6 separate regions of the Mus musculus genome follow, and all the other regions are linked to region 2. A link is a contact called in public Hi-C, HiCAR-type and HiChIP or PLAC-seq data. All regions are on one chromosome and are shown on one strand. Each heading gives the region's core, a stretch centred on a gene start, on an enhancer-like site or on the middle of the called end of the contact. The rest is flanking DNA. Distances are from core to core; before and after follow the strand shown. Region 1 overlaps Nfia (nuclear factor I/A). Region 2 holds the start of 0610025J13Rik (a long non-coding RNA gene). Region 3 overlaps Nfia (nuclear factor I/A). Region 4 overlaps Nfia (nuclear factor I/A). Region 5 overlaps Nfia (nuclear factor I/A). Region 6 overlaps Nfia (nuclear factor I/A).

Region 1 (2,700 bases), core at 140-2,639, 350 kb after region 2:
ATGTACTGGTGTTTATTTTCTCACGGGTAATAGAAGCACATAATTAATCATGTATGTTTCTCTTTTTCCTTTGGCTGCCAGGAAATTCAGAACCAAACGTATAGCTTAATGTAATTAATCATGTACTACATAGCAGAGGTTTTTGTTCCAGCGCCTTCTCTGATTTTACTCATCTACTTAAATTAGTTTGTCAATTTTTGTTTTACCTCGTTTCCCATTTTACTCTACATAGATTTGTGAGCCACTGATCTTTGCAAAAGTGAAGATTGGAGCATATACATATATTTAGAATATGCAAGATATATGTATATACATATATATTGTATGTGTTCTATCTTCTGTGTGTATGTAAGATTGATTAGAAAAGCTATTTTAGTAATACACCTTCATGAGAAAGCACTGGATTGCTCATTATACAAAATAGTCTTAATGGATTCAATGACTCTCTGACAGTATACATTCAGAAATGGTCAAGTTTTAAGGCATTTTCTATTATTCTTATTAATCAATGAGTACTTTTGGAATCTAATTTGTAAATGGCCATGTTCTTAAAACTTTCAGACTTGTGTCAATTTTAAAAAATTACATACGGTTAATTCTTACACATAAGTGATGTAGTATGTTTAAATATCAACTTGTTATCCTCAGAAGAACACAAAATTACAATATAAATCTTATCTATTTTAAGTAGCATGTTTGAATATTAACTTGTTATACTCAGGGGAAACCAAAAGTACAACATAAATTGTATATATTATGGCTATTGTCCACAGTATATAAAATATGGTCTTAAGGATGAATTGTATCTCATCAGTAAGTGGGTTCACAACTGTGGAAATAAAGGTAGGTAGGTAGGTGTGTGCATGTGTGTATGTGCCCACATGCACGTGTGTGTGTGTTGCTGGAGACTGAGCCCAAGACCAAAAACATTTAAGTAAGCACTCTTCCACTGAGCTATATCCGCAGCCTCCCTGCAATGTATGAACTCCTATTCTTAATTCATTTGCTTTTTGCTTCTTCAGACCAGAGGGTTTTGCAGCCTCAGAGACCTGATGTGTACTCTGCTCAGTTTGGAGCTACATGGGAATCCTAAAATGTTTGAAAGCTTTGATCTTAAAAGGACGAGACTCAATATTTTCTTTAAGAGCACTCTTCCTATGAGGCAATACTTAAAGTCTAAGGGGTAAGAGAGATTCTTCGGGGAGGCTCTCGACTTTCTGAGTCCAATAGAACTGCACCATTCTCATAATCCAGGAAGCACAAATGAAGACATTAACCAGCTTACGTTCCAAACTAAGAGGAGGTTAAAAACACAGCTCATAAGAACAGCATGTGTATCTACCGTTCTGCCACCTAAACTTTGAGTCGCTGTACAAACAAGTCTATCTTGAGGAAACAGGCTGAGTAATTTTCCATTTGGACTGTCTGAGATTTCACCAGGCACTTCAGACTTGCATAAGCCTGTGTTGCCAGATATTTTCCTTAAATTCATTATCTACAGTTTTCTCCATTAAGATTTCCCATGAACAAGAATGCTTTTCTGAAAGGCTGGACTTTAAGTGAAAGCTTTTCTTTTAGAGGCACCGAGATTAAATTAAGTAAAAAATTTAAAGAGGTAGTGACTTTTTTTTTTTTGGCAAACATTGGTTAACATTCTTGTCTCATATTTGAAGATAGACTAAGTTTTCAGACATGTGAGTCTTCACAAACATCAAAAGAAAGTTCAAAAGATGGGAAAGGGAGGTAAAAATATGAACCAGTGTGAAGATCAAGACCACTGTCACTGTCACTACAGTGACTTGAGGAAACATTAGACTCTTTAGTTTTTATAGCATCAACAATTGAGAGAGGCTTTAGCAGCTACACTAAGTCAAAAAGAACCACTGCCTGTGAGCTTCTACAAGCTTACTGGCTGCCATGGAGCAAATGCTAAGCAGTGCAGAGTGCTCTGCCATCCTAACAACAGGATGGATAATTACGTCACTTTATTATTACATTTAGTTATACATGTGTCCAGGAGAGCACAGGGGTGCATGGTATGGTGCACTTGTGGAGGTCAGAGGACAACTTTGGCAAACTGGTTCTCTCCTTCCATCTGGTAGGCTCCAGGGATTAAAAATTATCTTCGAGAGATGGCAAAAAGAACCTTCAAGTCAATAATTAAAATTAATTTATTTCAGATGGTACTTAGGTATCAAAATATGTCCATTTGCATGTATGTACATGTATATGCGCATGGTATATGTATGCACACAGGCTCACATGCATGACTGTTCACCTTATTTTTGGAGACACATGCTCTCACCATTCCTGGAGCTCACTAATTTGGTTAGAGCAGCTGTTCAGTAGCTTCCAGAGACTAGAGCGCTGGAGCTACAGTCATGCATCATTAAACCTGTCCTTTAGGTGGGAGCTTGGGGTGCAACCTGAGTTCCCCATGCTTAAGTATGGAATAAGGCATCTCCAAAGCCCCAGCTGTTTCTTCTTCTCTTTTTTTGTAATTATTTATTGTTTTTAAGCACTAGCTATATGCTGGAAACTTTTTTTGGTGTTATTAAATTTAGAATGCTTGACAGCTATGTGATTGGCACCGTTTTTCTGTCTACAACTATGGAAGAGTCACCATGGATTAGAAAAGACAATTTGCTTCCCCAGTATCATAGCTAGATGTGGCTGACCCAGGCATGAAGGCCAGGTTTC
Region 2 (2,700 bases), core at 169-2,668:
GTTTTTTTTAAATAGGTTGGTTCATTCATTCATATGTTCATTCACGCTACTGTTGTGGGAGCACACACTCTTCGCTGAGCGTATACTGGGATCACAGACTGCCTTCGTCCTCAGGTTGGGTTTACATAAAGCAGTTAGATCAACTCCTAGGGCAGAGCACTTAGACAGGAGTTTCTGAGCTGGGTAGGCTAAGACGGGTGGCCTTTGTTGGAAATGCTGTTGCTAGTGGCTGGGACCAGGTCCAGCCAGCTCACAGCAGCTTGCTTTGGGGTCGCACTGACGCTTGCCTGGTCGCCGGTAGGTGGCGGCAGACGCCCTGGCGGAAGGCGTTGCGCTGCGCCCCGCTGGCTTGGCTCCGCCCGCCGGGTCCGATGCTTCGCGCTCCGCCTCCGGAGCAGCCGAGTGCGTCTGAGGCGATCCCGTGCCAGGCTTGGGGACGCTGCCAGGTTTCTCTCAAATCTTGGCCTAACAAAGGGAAGCAAATTACAAAAATGGAAATTTTCAAACTAGCGTTCAGTTGTATTGAAATCGACGTTTGTGTAGCACGCAGGCACAGACCACATTCATGCTATTTTGTGATTAAAACGATACCAAAAATACCTCCTTGCTTTAGTTTTCATCTTCTAAAACGGCCTCTTCCCCTTTTCTAATTGCTGCTTTACTTTGGGGGAGCAGCGAGCCCCCGGCCACCGTAGAATTGCTAACATTTGCATCAGGACAGTTGAAATCTGGCCCGGGCTGCTATTCTCTCTGTCGTCCCCACCCCAGTCTTTCCTCCTCCCCGTCTCTTAGACTCCGCTGTTTCTCTCGTTCTGTCCTCCCCCCAACCCCCCTTCCTCCTTTTCTTTGGGAGTTGAACTTTAACCCAACCTTGTGTGTCCTTTCAGCCTAGGGGAGTACAGATAAAGACATTGCTAGGCACTGTACGGGGAAGTTTTGTGTCTTGTGTACTCGGTTTCAAGTCTTAGGACAGCGCGTAAATCCTCAGGGCTCCTCTTGATTCAAGCAGCAAAACCTGACCATGGCCTCACCAAAGCTCTGGTTACCTTGCTCTCCCATTAAAAAACAAAAACCAAACCAAAACAAAAAAAACCCCAATGATTTTGAAGCGGCTCTTGAGCTGGCTCTTGAATGGATTTTACTTAACATGAAGTTGTATAGAGCCCGACTGTGTCCTCTTGGCTTGTTTTTGCAGTTGCTAGACAGGCCCAGTCCCCAGTGGGCTTGTGTGAAAGGCGCCCTCCTCCCACCCCCAGCTCTCCGCACCATTTCTTTCCTTGGAAGCTTTGACTGTCTCCTTCCGCAGCAGCTGTGTCTGCAGTGCCTGGAGACAGGTGGGGGAGTAGCCTCCCGCTGAACCTGCCAATTCCCTCTCCAAGGACTGTCTGAATAGCTATTAAAAATTAAAGGACACGCACACGTACACACACACACACACACACACACACACACACACACACACACACACACACACGCTTTCGTTCTTTGTTTTCTGGTGGAGGTCACTGTCACACCAGAGCAATGGTACTGCTTTGCCGACTGAGATTAAATTCTACAGTCCTTCTCTTGTCGGCACTCACCAGCCCACAAGAACCCATTGCCACATCTTTTGGGCCCTCTAGAAGATCTGAGTTCTAGGAGTGGTCAAGTGCCCACTTGCAATGGATCTGGAGAGAGAGGTGCTCCCAACCCCAGGAGATAAACACAGAGCTCATGAGACCATGGTTGCAGTTAGGGATCCCTTGTTTATCTGTATTTGAGTCTCAAAACTAGAACTTTCTAGGGCAGGTGTTGAGTATCCTCTGCACACTGGTAAGAGTTTAACAGGTTCCAGAAGAGAACCGGAAGTCACATTTTCGTTCCCAGCCTGGATTCAGGACCTTCTGCTCTTCCCTGGGGGCTTGACCCTCAGTACCCAGCTACCTCTCTGCTTTTCCCAGGGCTGTTGCCCGCTCTTAGAATTCCTCCTCCTCCTCTTCTCTGATTAGCAAACGTTTGGTCTCTTTAAAGACGTCTTTCAAACACACCCTCTCCAGTCTTTCATGGCTGTGCCTGTGCTTGGGTACCTCTGTAGTCAGTAATCCTGCCTTAAGTTAAATGGGACAAAGTTGCTTGACATACCTGCTGTGCTGTGCTGTGCTGTGCTGATCTCTCTCTCCCTCTCCCTTCCTCCCTCTCCCTTTCTCCACCCCTCCTCTCCACTCCCTACCTCCCTCTCTTTTCCTCTCTCTCCTTCCCCCAATCTCCACTCTCCTTTCCTTTCTCTTCCCCCTTCTCTCCCTTCCTCCCCTTTATCCCCTGAGAGAATATATTCTTTGCTCAGGCCAGGAATGTATCTTTATTTATCTCCTAGCCTGCACACCAAAGATGCCCGGGAAACTCTATGTGATGATAAGGAAACACACCTGGTTCTTAAATGATCCCAAAGGGCCAGCTTGTTTTTCTCCAGTTCTTGCTCCATTGGCAGGCATCTCTAAGTATGTCTGCAGAGTGGAAAGGAAAAACTTAAGGTTGTGTTCACACGTGACTTTTCCATAGTTCAGGGAGAGTCTTCTACTAATGAAGGTTTGATGAGCACACAGATGAAAACTCCTGTACCCCAGCGTGTGCACAGGAGCAGCACTCAAGGAAGACCTGCGACCCGAGAAGGTTTCAGGCATCTGCGTGGGCTCTAATGTATGTAACTTAAGGGTTAGAGAA
Region 3 (2,700 bases), core at 173-2,672, 260 kb after region 2:
TTATTCATTACCTTAAGAGCCTTTTTAATGAAGCAAGCAATAAAAAATGTATTTGGTAGATTAGACCTGATTTAACCGACATTACATTTGACAAATTCTACTTTGCACATATGGATCCCCTTTCATGCTGAGCTCTCCATAGATAATAATTCATTGTTAAAGCTCTTATACTCCTTTCAAGGAAATTTCTAGGGACTAATTCAGGACTAGAGCTTTTTTTTTTTTTTTTCTGAAGTCCGTAGTAAATGATCACTTAATGAACCCATGCAATTTGGATGCTGTACTTTACAGTGGAAGGTTCAGGTTGCATTTTTCTCTGTTGCCCTTTCAAAGCCAAGGCAGCCACAGGCTGAGCAGGCAGGGATGTTGTGAGAGGCTGCTTCTCTCCATAAATCTGATAACAGAGTCAGACGACGACGACGACTCCTTTATACTTGAACCCTGATAATTATCATTTATACAAGATTACATTAGATAAAAAAAGCTTATGTGAGATGCATAATAATTTTTTTTCCAGGAATGCTTTTGTTCTTGAATTGGAAGGACGACAGCCAAGACCCGCCAGAGGCTAATGGCCGCACGTGAAGGACTGACAACACTCATCCCAAGTCAAGTCAGGGCAGAAAAGACTCCAGACAGGGATCCATATGGTTTTCCCTTCCCTCCTTTTGTAATTTAAATCTTTACGCTGCAGGAGCTCCTACACGGAAAAACCTAGACATGTCCACAGTTTTAGGGACTCTATCTTTCTGAATACCAAGAGTGATGCATAACATGGAAGAGAAGCCAAAGTTCAGTCTGTTCTCTCTGCCTTTCTCTCACCATCCCATTGGAATGATTGAGATGCCTACTGATATGGGGGCCTCCTTAGGATTACAGTATTTTTTTAACTAATAGCGTAAGGGTCTATGGTTTTGTGGACAATTGTTGAGCAATCCTCGTAGATCCTAGAGTAAAAATGCAGGCTGGAGCAGAAGCAGGACTCCAACCCAGGTCTTGCAGATAATTAGGCAGAACCATTGCTTTCAGGCCACTTGAATTCATTTAATAAAAATTCACAGGCTCGCGGGCAGTGGTGGCGCATGCCTTTAATCCCAGCACTAGGGAGGCAGAGGCAGGCGGATTTCTGAGTTCAAGGCCAGCCTGGTCTACAGAGTTAGTTCCAGGACAGCCAGGGCTACACAGAGAAACTCTGTCTTGAAAAAGAAAAAAAAAAAGAAAGAAAAAAAATTCACAGGCTTCCACTCTGGGTTGAAGAAACCAAGTTGGGATAACCTAGGTAAAGTTTTACCCTTAGTCATTCAACTGAGGACATCACAAACAATGACTGAAATCAGAATTTTCTAGACTCTTCACTTACTCTTCTACACAATCTTGTCTTGGTAGAGCAGATTCCTATCCACTTAGTCACACTCACTGTGATAGACTCAGAACGGAGCCTGACACTTGAGATATATTTGGTGATTGCACAATAAATGGCTGAGTAAAGGAGTTTAAAAATTAAGAAAAAACAAGCATAAAACTTTCCAAGGACAAAAATATGTTTTTGCCCCCTGATGAAGAGCCAGAGAGCATGGTGAAAAATTGGTTCTAAGTTAAGACTGCATAGAATGAGATACATGTTTAGAATCCATTATGGTATCTGAGTGAAAACTCAGAAGCTAAAGAGTTAAAAGCTCCTGGTTTGCTCTTCCCCTACAAATTGTGCTGCTGGATTTAAAGAATGAAAGGAATCTTTTTTTTTCTTTCTTCCAGCACAGATTCAGTTGTTTTCACTGGTAGCAAGAAACGCTGACCAGAGAGACCTGTTTCTGACAGAATCATTTCTAGTTAGCATTGTAGGTAGGTGGTATTTCTCAAACAAGAATAGGAATGCACTGAGCTGAACAAAATTTTAGACTCAACTGTTGCAGCACCTCAAACACAAAGGTGACCACTCCACTGTCCAGAGTCCCCTGAGAATGACCTTGAGGATCAAGTGGCTTTGCCTCATGGCCTCCCAGAAAGTGATAAATGGCTTTTAGATAAGAAATAGTGGTAGCCATCAAAGAGTATGCTGCCCAAGGAAAAACACAGGTTTGAGCAAAGAATAAGTAGATAAAAGTTAAAGAAACATGACAGAAGAAATAATTCACCCGTACCATGCGCTCTCTCCATTAGTTGTTAATAAATACCATTGAACTTATTTTATTAAAGATGTAAAAGAAAATGATTAGCAGTGTAAATTTAGACTTTCATTTTTTCCTCCAATTTTTTATTAGGTATTTACTTCATTTACATTTCAAATGCTATCCCGAAAGTCCCCTATACCCTCCCCCCTCTCCCCTGATCCCCTACCCACCCACTCTCACTTCTTGGCCCTGGTGTTTCCCCTGTACTGAGGCATATAAAGTTTGCAAGACCTAGGGGCCTCTCTTCCCAATGATGGCCGACTAGGCCATCTTCTGCTACATATGCACCTAGAGATACGAGCTCTGGAGGTACTGGTTAGTTCATATTGTTGTTCCACCTATAGGGTTGCAGACCCCTTCAGCTCCTTGGGTACTTTCTCTAGCTCCTCCATTGGGAGCCCTGTGTTCCATCCAATAGTTGACTGTGAGCATCCACTTCTGTGTTTGCCAGGCACTGGCATAGCCTCACATGAGACAGGATCCCTTCAGCAAAATCTTGCTGGCGTATGCAATAGTGTCTGCATTTGGT
Region 4 (2,700 bases), core at 108-2,607, 290 kb after region 2:
CACTATTTCACTGAAGGTCTACAGCTTATTAAGTATACTTCATGTATACAGAAGGCATCCAATAGATAATGACAGACAAAGTACTTTGCACATGGTGGAAAGTCAATCAATGGTAGCTTTTGTTTTCTTCCTGTCATTGTTTGATGTTCTCCCAGGAAATGAAAATCCGGAGCAGTTTACAAAGATTGCAGGTTTGATTATGGCAGGAGACGAGATTTTAAAAAGGTTTTTAACTCTTAATGTCTACTTCCTTGTTTTAAAAAAGTATTTAATCTTTCTCTTATCATTCTCCTCTCCGACAAGCCTTCAAAGGCTGCTGTGGTCAGAGTGGAGTTTCCTTTAATGCTCCCCCTTTCCCTAGGCTAAGTCTGGGCCACATTGAGCCACTAGTACCTGGGCATGGTGACAGGAAAAGGGTGAGAAGAGTTCACAGTGAGCCTCACCAATCAGTGCTGGCTCTGTCTTTATTCTATCCTAGAATATTTATATAACCCCATTTTTAAGCATGAAATTAAAGGATTTGTTGATTTGGGTAATTTATTATCTACACAAGACCAACTGAAATGCAGCATTAATTTTCTTGGGAGTTTCTGTATTTACAAAATTGTGCACCTGGGTTCTCCAAGGCCAAAGAGGCTCCTCTCCTTCCTTCATCAGAGGCAGGCACTCAGCACTCTGATGTCAAAGTGTTTGATCGGATTCAAAGGACATGATAGGACACATGTGGTCGCCAGCTTCATATCTATTTATTCAACAAATATTGATTGAATGTCTGTCATATTATCAGGTACTGTAACAAGCTTTGGGAGAAAAAAAACCAAATAACCAGCAATTTTGTGGACCACTCTTTGTCATATATGTATGTGGCCCACAATACAGCATGTATGTGTATGTGCAAAGACATCTTTCTTCTGTATAGCCTTTTAGAGTTTAATAGAAAGGGTTGGCTTAGAGCATTTTCTGACATTAGGAAATGAGCCCTGATGGAAAGGTAGGGAAATTCTTGAAGGGTGATGAGAGTACTCATTTTGTAATGGAGCTTTTCTGTTGTAATGCTTTATTTAGGTGAAATTTCTCTGGTAAGGGTCATTAAGAACAGACCCTTGTTACTCTACTGGTGCTCTCTGGCACATCATTCTCTAATGAGCAGGTGCCAATACTAAGGAGATAATGGTGGGAGAACGCTGTCACAAATGATGCTTTCCCACTGTTCCTAAATGTAGAAGAAAAGCCAAGGCATTGATCCCACGGCAGTGTTCTGTAACGGTGACTATTTCCATTACTGCAGGGGATTGTGGGAGATTTAATCATTTCCCCTAATTTATGCTAGTGCTGCAGAGTGCCTGTGATCAATGGACTATTGTCACCAGTCTGAAGCCTTTCTACCAGCCCCTATAAAGGGCCTCTTAGATGCCTCAGCTACAAGTAAGCATTGGTAAACTTCTACTACTCTGGAAACCAAAGAGTGGCTACTGGCAGTCAAATCAGGATTGGCAGGTGTGGGAAACTGAACAATCGCAACATGGGATTTTTGACAGGGTTTCATTAGGTAGCCCAGGCTGGCCTAGCACTTTTAAGCATCCTGCCTCAGTGTCCCAGATGTTGAAATTACTGATATGCACCACCATGCCTAGCTTCTAATACATGATTTACAGAGCTGAGATGAGCCAATGCTACTTTCAGAATTCAACTGTGCTTATAGCTATCAAGGCCTCGTTCTGCAAATCTGGGGTCACCTGTAAACTGTCAAAATAGTCCTCCATAGATGCTTTTAAAACACATAATAATGTATTTACCTACTTACTAACTTTTTATAAGAGGAAATTCTTGAGACTTTTAAAAATAAAATCAACTTAACCTGGAAATAAGTTTATCCCTGAAAGAAGTTTATCTCTGATAGCATTTTAAAAATAATTGCAATTAAATGTATTACTTACTCAATTTTGACTCCAAGTATTGCACTTAATTGTTTGGAGTTTACATCACTTTGACTGGCACAATTGCTTATTAATAGTTTTATAATGTATATAACATACATATAACACACACACAATTTAGTGCATTAGAATTTTGAATGGTTTGCTATAGGAGAACATTCAAACAGTTCATGTTAGATTGTTTGTGTGCTTTTTGATAGAGTTTCATCTAGCACATGCTGGTCTTGGATTCACTGCGTAGCCAAGTAGAAGGATGCTCCTGACCCTTCTGCTTCTACCTTTCAAGTGGAGGACTCACATATGCCACGGCACATAGTGACATAAAGTTTTAAGTGGCTTTTTAATCCTACATCTAAACATAGTACTAGGTTCCATGGATAAGAGTTAAAGTTTCTTATTAGATTTCCTTCAGATCTGCTGGCATTGAGTGACACACTCAGTGCAGGGCAGCCTCAAATCTTGAGGCTGTGCAAGCAGACAGCCTGCAGAGTCCTCTATTTTTGGGACACAGAGAACCTAAGGGAGGTTCACAGGACAGCCATAGAACTGCTCATACTGAGAAGAAATATGGATAAAGGCATTCTCAATTTATTTGTTCTAATGGTTGGAAGGCTAGACTTTTCAAGTTGGGGAATGTTTCTCAGCTGGATTCTAACCTGAACCCAGCTTACTGGCTACTTTTTAAAGAAACTGACCCTAGTTCTCCACCGAGAGTTACAGCTCTCTTAACTACCATCAGCTGGGTGAGGTCTGTCCCCTCAAT
Region 5 (2,700 bases), core at 61-2,560, 490 kb after region 2:
TTAAAATTGGCCCAACAGTACCTACAGAAGTGCTGTTATCAATATTAAATGAAGCAAGAAGGTAGGCAAGATGCTTAATGCAGAGTACAATAAATGTTTCAAACTTTGCCACCCGGAAACTCCCAATAACGTAGTGTCTAGTCAAGTCACCCTTTTTTTCAAAACAGTTTGCAATTCAGTCCTCTAGTCTTCTCCCTTAAAGTCATATCCATCTACAAGATACAATGTTGGCATTTATAACCCAACTCTCACACAATTAGAAGCCAGCTTACTTAAAACAGCTCTTAGGCCTGGATGTAGTTTAGTTCAGTGATGGGGGTGTAGTTCAGCCTTTAGCCTCCTTTGCTCAAGACTCTCACCTCAATCCCAGAACCACAACTAAAACAATGCTACCACCAACTCAAAACACACACACACACACACACACACACACACACACGCACCTTGTTAGCTAGATGGAGTTCCTCCTTCATAGGCCCTACTTCTGATGTTCAGGCACAGCACTGTCAAGCACCCAACACTGTGCCAAACATTCTTCCTTTACACGTCTACATCATTTCCATAAAGACTCTCCAAGAAGAGAATTTACTCTCTGTGGATAGACGATGAAACTTTCCTTTACGGGGGTCAAATAAACCACTAAAGAAGACATCTAACAGGCAACTTGCTAGAATTTGAACCCAGGTCTCTCAAAACTCCACTGCAAGGCCATAGTTATCACTGAGAGGAAGATCCATGAAATGCCCCCTGCAGAAGTGCTAACGTGCCAAAGGCTGAGACATTAAGTATGATAGATATTTCTGCACTCACAAGCGTATCACAACATCTACACTGGCATCCATCCGGTGTCAGGGTTTAGTGACCGATGCTGTCACTCACTGCCCATGTCAGAGGTCGCATGGTGCCTCCCCTCCCCCAGTCTTTATGGCCTGTTCAAGCTTTTTATTAGCCTTAATGTTGATTGCATTCCCAGGGCATCTACTAGTTTGCGTATAATTTGTCTAATTAAATTTAAAGAAGAGATGCTTCGGGAACACCGCTTCATCGTTCCCCTGCACTCCATGCTGTGGACTTTAATGAGGACCTAAGCCCCCATCTTAACTCAGCCTTATTTTCAACACAGAGGACCTGTGCTTGTTAAGACCGCCTTCAGTTGTCAGGAAAAACAGCTTTATTAAGGTCATGGAATGTGGAGGGTTTGATTAAAGCTAATCAAGAGAGAAAGCCAGGCTGCAGTGCAGTGAATCAAGCCTCAGTACATGTTTAACATAACTTCGCCTAGCCTATCTGTACAGAGCAGACAGAAGGAAGGTCAGGTTTCCAGAAAGAATGCAGAGACAACGGAGGCATATTGTAGGCTGTGTTCTCTCTGGGCCTAAGAGGAACAACTCTCTCAACAAGAAGCCTGTATCCTAAGCCACCTAGGCACAGTAAGGGTGGTAGCTGTGGTATTCTTTCAAATTTTAATCAGAGGAGTATGATTATATTTTTATAAACAGATTAGAAAGCTGTGATCCATGGATATAGCCAGCTAAGAACAGTATGTGGGTAGCACTTGGTACTAACTGGAACCTGCCATTGGCTAGTGTAATGCTGGGTAGGTCAACATAAACAAAATCTTGGTAAGATTCCTGAAGTTGATTTAAAATATTGTTTTTCATTTTAATAAAGCTGACCCTGGAGGAATGCTGACTGTTGGGGCCTGATCTTTCACAGGGTCCCTGTTGCAGGCTAGTTGGATCTTAGTTCTCTCAAAAATCAAATGAAAGTAGTTAGACTAGGAAGTCTCTGCTTCCCACAGTCTTCATCGGGACATCTCTTTCTAACAGTAAGGTGTACTGTTCACAAGAGGGACCACTCAACTCAAGACTAAGTTAGGAATCCTAATTCACAATATAATCAGGGAGAGAAAATAGACATAAACCTTGAGGAGCTTTGAAAATGGAAAACAACTCTCTTGGTTTTGCTGTTGTTTTTCAACATCATGCTATCTGCCTGCCCTTTTCTGCTTGTTCCCTTCTAGACAAGCTTTGGAACATGTTTTCGAACATACATACAATCACACACACCCACACATCTTCTCTCTGTCTCTCTGTCTCTCTCTGTCTCTCTGTCTCTCTCTCTCTCTCTCTCTCTCTCTCTCTCTCTCACACACACACACACACACACACTCATATGCACTTCCTCACACACATGTACACACACACACATTCATACATATACTCTTTCTTTTAAAATGTTGATATCCAATTCCAGGACACTGATTTTGATTTGTTTCTGTATCAGTACATGCGTATCGATTTACTATACTAACAAGTAAGACTTGAGTTATCAAAGAACTTTAAAATGCTCATAATTAAGACACTGAGAGTTCTATTTACATCCACCAGGCAAACAACCATCAGGGCTCCACACTCAGGGTTTCACAGGCACCCGAAGTAGCAGGGACTTGAGAGAACAGCAGGCCCAGGCTTTCTCACAGGCCTGACTCACCACTTCTTCCTGATTCGCTGGAGGTCATGGAATACAGAGGCTTAGTAGGAACAGAGGAGAGCTGTGCATAATGGGATTTAAATAATCTGATTTTCCTAAGAAAAGAAATTGAGAAGCAAAGAGATAAAGGATTTTCTGCACACACACACACACACACACACACACACACACACACACACACTTTAACAGCACCCTGTAGTTCCCAAG
Region 6 (2,700 bases), core at 88-2,587, 440 kb after region 2:
AAAAAAAAATACAATATCTGAAAAACTTCTGGGTCTGATTATTTGGATAAGGTTCTCAGCCTTTCCATACAAAAATACATATTTAGGGAAGACATCACCTGTCTTAGAAGCTATGATTAAAACAAGCAAAAAACTAAATAGACACACACACACACACACACACACACACACACACAAACAAAACACTTAGCATCCTTTTCCCATGAGGCAAATAATATGAGGTGCAAGCTTTAATCAGACAGATGTGGGTTCAAATTTCATTTTGCTCTATGCTAAATATTGCTCAGAAAATTCTGCTTCAAGTCAGCCACAGAATGCTCATGTCTCAAATGAGGCTATAGGCAGCCATGTGCAACAGTGGAGGCTAAGAACTGAATGGGACCTGCTCACAGTCACACTTCTCTGAATTTTCCTTAGCGTTCTACAAGTATTCAATAACTGATAACAATTTACAGAGGATCCTGGCAACCCACAACGTATCTTCCTGGATTTGTATACAGAAATCTATTTCTTTGGGGTTCTTTTCCTGGTATTTTCTCTAAGGCCTCAATTGAATTCCTTTATAAAATTTCCAATTTAAACATCTAATAGTAGGTGTGCACTAAAAGAGAGGGCAGGAAGAGACACACCTTCAGGCTGTCTCCTCTTAAAACACAACTACATCTCAAATTAAACCCCTTTTTTGTATACTATGCTTAAGGGGCAGTAATAGTCACTTTTCAGCTGAGAAGACAGAGCCCAGACTGGAGTAATGTGTGTGAGCCAGAATGGAATGGGACCAGGAGCCACATGGCTGCTTGTCAGAATCCTAGTCAAGGGCACCAGCCATGAATCTTCACACCCACCCTCCTTCCTTAAGATAGTAAGTAGTTTTACTTCCAAAGAGGAGGTGAGAGAATTTGAGAGTAGTGTTTTTCTCCTCCCTGGGAAAGGCCGTTTTCCAACCCATTCCTAAGCATGGCGGGCAATAATACTTCAGAGAGAAGCAAGGAGATTCTGGGGTGGTGAGGTCCCTGCCTTTGAAGCAAGCCAGCCAGCAAACACAAATGCATGCAATTTGAAATTTTAATTAGGGTGCCATGTGCTGGTGACATATGGCAACATGCTGACAGCTGGGTGTCCAGGTTCAGGAACAGACCTGGGTTCTGAAGTCACAGTTGGCAGAAGCGAAGTTCTCTGCTTGTGCGCTAGGTGCCTGGAAAGTGTGCTGCCAACATCCCCTGCTACCCTGCACGGCCATTCTGCCATTTACAGACACTGTGTGTAGAGGGCCACCGCTGCAGCTCAGACATACGCAGGAACAAAGATGAGAAGAAATGAACAAGATTAAAACCTGATCCCAGGATCAGAGTCCAGGCTGGACCGTGTTCATAACAGCACAGCCATTGACCTTTGGTGGCCCTGGGAGTCTCATGCTAGTCCCTGCAGCATGTGCTCTCTGTGGCACAAGGAGAAACAAACAAACAAACAAACAAACAAACAACCTCTGTTACCTGTTCCAAAGTGTAAAGGAATACGGCTCTTTTTATACTGCCAAATGTGATTTAAAAGTAGGCGGCACACGTCAGTGAATCAGGTGAGTGAGGTACGGAACTAAAACATTTTTAAGACAACTCGTTAAGTATTAAAAAGTTTGTTAACTTTTTCTTCTCAGAATTTCTCCTCTGTGATGAATTATTAGTGGTCAGTTTGACCTCTGAAGCTCAGTAAGCTGCCTGAGAATGTCTCGAAATGGGTTAATGAATTGCCTTGGAGTTCTCCCATGCCCCTCTGCCTGTTCCTGTCCGACTATTTACTGTGTGTAAAGTGGGAAGGGTTTGGGTGTGCTGTTTCCAGGCAAGCCTAGAACCACCAGGAGCGTCTCGGCCACACTGTGCAGTATTAACAGTGCCACTAACTCTTTGGGTCCTTTTCTACATAATGGATTCCTGCCGTGTTGTCTTTGATGGCACAGGACTACTGTAGTGAATAGGCCATGCTGGTCCTCTGTTTCTGGAAATTTGAGTTTCTAACCATCAAGCCATGCAATGCTTCTGGAATACTCTAAATATTAGCAGCTCCCCAGGCTCTCCTGCAGTCCAAATCTCTGAGTGAATTTAAGATAGACTTATCACTGGAGCAGAAATTCAATATAGACCAACAGGATTAAAAGCAAGAATTGTGCTGCTTTCCCTCACCTCCTGCCCCAGTTATAAGCAGTGCAATCTATTTTACTTTATTTTTCCTATCAGTATTGTTATAAAGAGGCAGAAAATAGAGTCACAACACATTCTACTTGAAGTTAAGCTCTGAAAAGAAGCAAAACATACTGAAGATAAACATTAGAAATTTCATGTTTTAGACAACATTGCTGGACAACACAGACAACCAAATACACACACACACACACACACACACACACCGACACACACACACACACAGACACACACACACAGACACACACACACACTCCCCTCAGCTGTAAGCCCAGTAACTGGTTTGGAAAGCAAATATGCATGTGTATATAGTTATCCTTAAGTACAAAGCAGGTTGGTGCAAAGAGCATGACCTCTGGTTATCTCCTCTACCTTTCAGAGCAGTTCTCCCTGAGAAGTATGGCTAGATGCTCCTGTAAGAACAGCAGAGAAGCCACATGCAAGCATCTGTCCAACTCCAGACACACTGCACGTTCATCTCAAGCCATCTTTTAATGTCTTCCAT

What was found. A called contact is a pair of places that touch in the nucleus more often than the background predicts. HiCAR-type assays count read pairs that join an accessible place to other places. HiChIP or PLAC-seq counts read pairs in DNA pulled down with a chosen protein or histone mark.
Region 1: a contact with region 2 is called in an H3K27ac HiChIP or PLAC-seq map of heart atrium, with 5 read pairs. The contact joins the enhancer-like site here to the promoter of 0610025J13Rik in region 2. A contact is called at or near these places in 9 of 39 promoter capture datasets (the 3T3-L1 cell line, 3T3-L1-derived adipocytes, the C10 cell line and 6 more), 1 of 484 Hi-C or Micro-C datasets (3T3-L1-derived adipocytes) and 4 of 115 datasets of contacts at active chromatin or transcription factors (bone marrow-derived macrophages, cardiomyocytes, embryonic limb bud and 1 more).
Region 3: a HiCAR-type map of fibro-adipogenic progenitors shows a contact between it and region 2, with 4 times the contacts expected there. The contact joins the enhancer-like site here to the promoter of 0610025J13Rik in region 2. A contact is called at or near these places in 8 of 39 promoter capture datasets (the 3T3-L1 cell line, 3T3-L1-derived adipocytes, embryonic stem cells and 4 more), 1 of 15 datasets of contacts at CTCF or cohesin (the NIH/3T3 cell line), 1 of 484 Hi-C or Micro-C datasets (nephron progenitors) and 3 of 115 datasets of contacts at active chromatin or transcription factors (bone marrow-derived dendritic cells, fibro-adipogenic progenitors and heart atrium).
Region 4: an H3K27ac HiChIP or PLAC-seq map of oligodendrocyte precursor cells shows a contact between it and region 2, with 13 times the contacts expected there. The contact joins the enhancer-like site here to the promoter of 0610025J13Rik in region 2. A contact is called at or near these places in 15 of 39 promoter capture datasets (the 3T3-L1 cell line, the HPC-7 cell line, HPC-7-derived erythroid cells and 10 more), 6 of 484 Hi-C or Micro-C datasets (the AML12 cell line, Sertoli cells, cortical neurons and 2 more) and 2 of 115 datasets of contacts at active chromatin or transcription factors (neural tube and oligodendrocyte precursor cells).
Region 5: an H3K4me3 HiChIP or PLAC-seq map of embryonic limb bud shows a contact between it and region 2, with 5 times the contacts expected there. The contact joins the enhancer-like site here to the promoter of 0610025J13Rik in region 2. A contact is called at or near these places in 6 of 39 promoter capture datasets (the C10 cell line, cranial neural crest, embryonic stem cells and 3 more), 1 of 15 datasets of contacts at CTCF or cohesin (large pre-B cells), 3 of 484 Hi-C or Micro-C datasets (the MNK3 cell line, the P5424 cell line and cardiomyocytes) and 7 of 115 datasets of contacts at active chromatin or transcription factors (embryonic basal ganglia, embryonic forebrain, embryonic limb bud and 3 more).
Region 6: a Hi-C map of cerebellar granule neurons shows a contact between it and region 2, with 2.2 times the contacts expected there. The contact joins the enhancer-like site here to the promoter of 0610025J13Rik in region 2. A contact is called at or near these places in 8 of 39 promoter capture datasets (3T3-L1-derived adipocytes, the C10 cell line, the HPC-7 cell line and 5 more), 2 of 15 datasets of contacts at CTCF or cohesin (large pre-B cells and pro-B cells), 7 of 484 Hi-C or Micro-C datasets (cerebellar granule neurons, cortical neurons, granulosa cells and 1 more), 5 of 115 datasets of contacts at active chromatin or transcription factors (embryonic limb bud, embryonic midbrain, forebrain and 2 more) and 1 of 9 other capture datasets (liver).

What each region holds. Positions count from the first base shown.
Region 1 is chr4:97,972,935-97,975,634 of GRCm38.p6, reverse strand. The region is part of intron 3 of Nfia (nuclear factor I/A); the gene reads right to left. Among named protein-coding and RNA genes, the nearest start is that of Gm40208, 36 kb to the right of the region's middle. Within about 2 kb of position 1,389, at least 26 of the 459 cell types and tissues checked have an H3K27ac peak or open chromatin away from gene starts, as enhancers often do. A contact at or near this core is called in heart atrium, where this site is marked.
Region 2 is chr4:98,320,074-98,322,773 of GRCm38.p6, reverse strand. It overlaps 0610025J13Rik (a long non-coding RNA gene), which reads right to left and starts at 1,418. Exons shown (of 3, transcript XR_376450.3): 1 at 1,267-1,418; 2 at 1-465.
Region 3 is chr4:98,060,028-98,062,727 of GRCm38.p6, reverse strand. The region is part of intron 7 of Nfia (nuclear factor I/A); the gene reads right to left. Among named protein-coding and RNA genes, the nearest start is that of Gm34218, 38 kb to the right of the region's middle. Within about 2 kb of position 1,422, at least 29 of the 459 cell types and tissues checked have an H3K27ac peak or open chromatin away from gene starts, as enhancers often do. A contact at or near this core is called in the NIH/3T3 cell line and fibro-adipogenic progenitors, where this site is marked.
Region 4 is chr4:98,026,263-98,028,962 of GRCm38.p6, reverse strand. The region is part of intron 6 of Nfia (nuclear factor I/A); the gene reads right to left. Among named protein-coding and RNA genes, the nearest start is that of Gm34218, 4.5 kb to the right of the region's middle. Within about 2 kb of position 1,357, at least 11 of the 459 cell types and tissues checked have an H3K27ac peak or open chromatin away from gene starts, as enhancers often do. A contact at or near this core is called in oligodendrocyte precursor cells, where this site is marked.
Region 5 is chr4:97,825,826-97,828,525 of GRCm38.p6, reverse strand. The region is part of intron 2 of Nfia (nuclear factor I/A); the gene reads right to left. Among named protein-coding and RNA genes, the nearest start is that of Gm19417, 42 kb to the left of the region's middle. Within about 2 kb of position 1,310, at least 37 of the 459 cell types and tissues checked have an H3K27ac peak or open chromatin away from gene starts, as enhancers often do. A contact at or near this core is called in embryonic limb bud, where this site is marked.
Region 6 is chr4:97,878,963-97,881,662 of GRCm38.p6, reverse strand. All of the region lies in intron 2 of Nfia (nuclear factor I/A), which reads right to left. Among named protein-coding and RNA genes, the nearest start is that of Gm19417, 11 kb to the right of the region's middle. Within about 2 kb of position 1,337, at least 14 of the 459 cell types and tissues checked have an H3K27ac peak or open chromatin away from gene starts, as enhancers often do. A contact at or near this core is called in cerebellar granule neurons and liver, where this site is marked.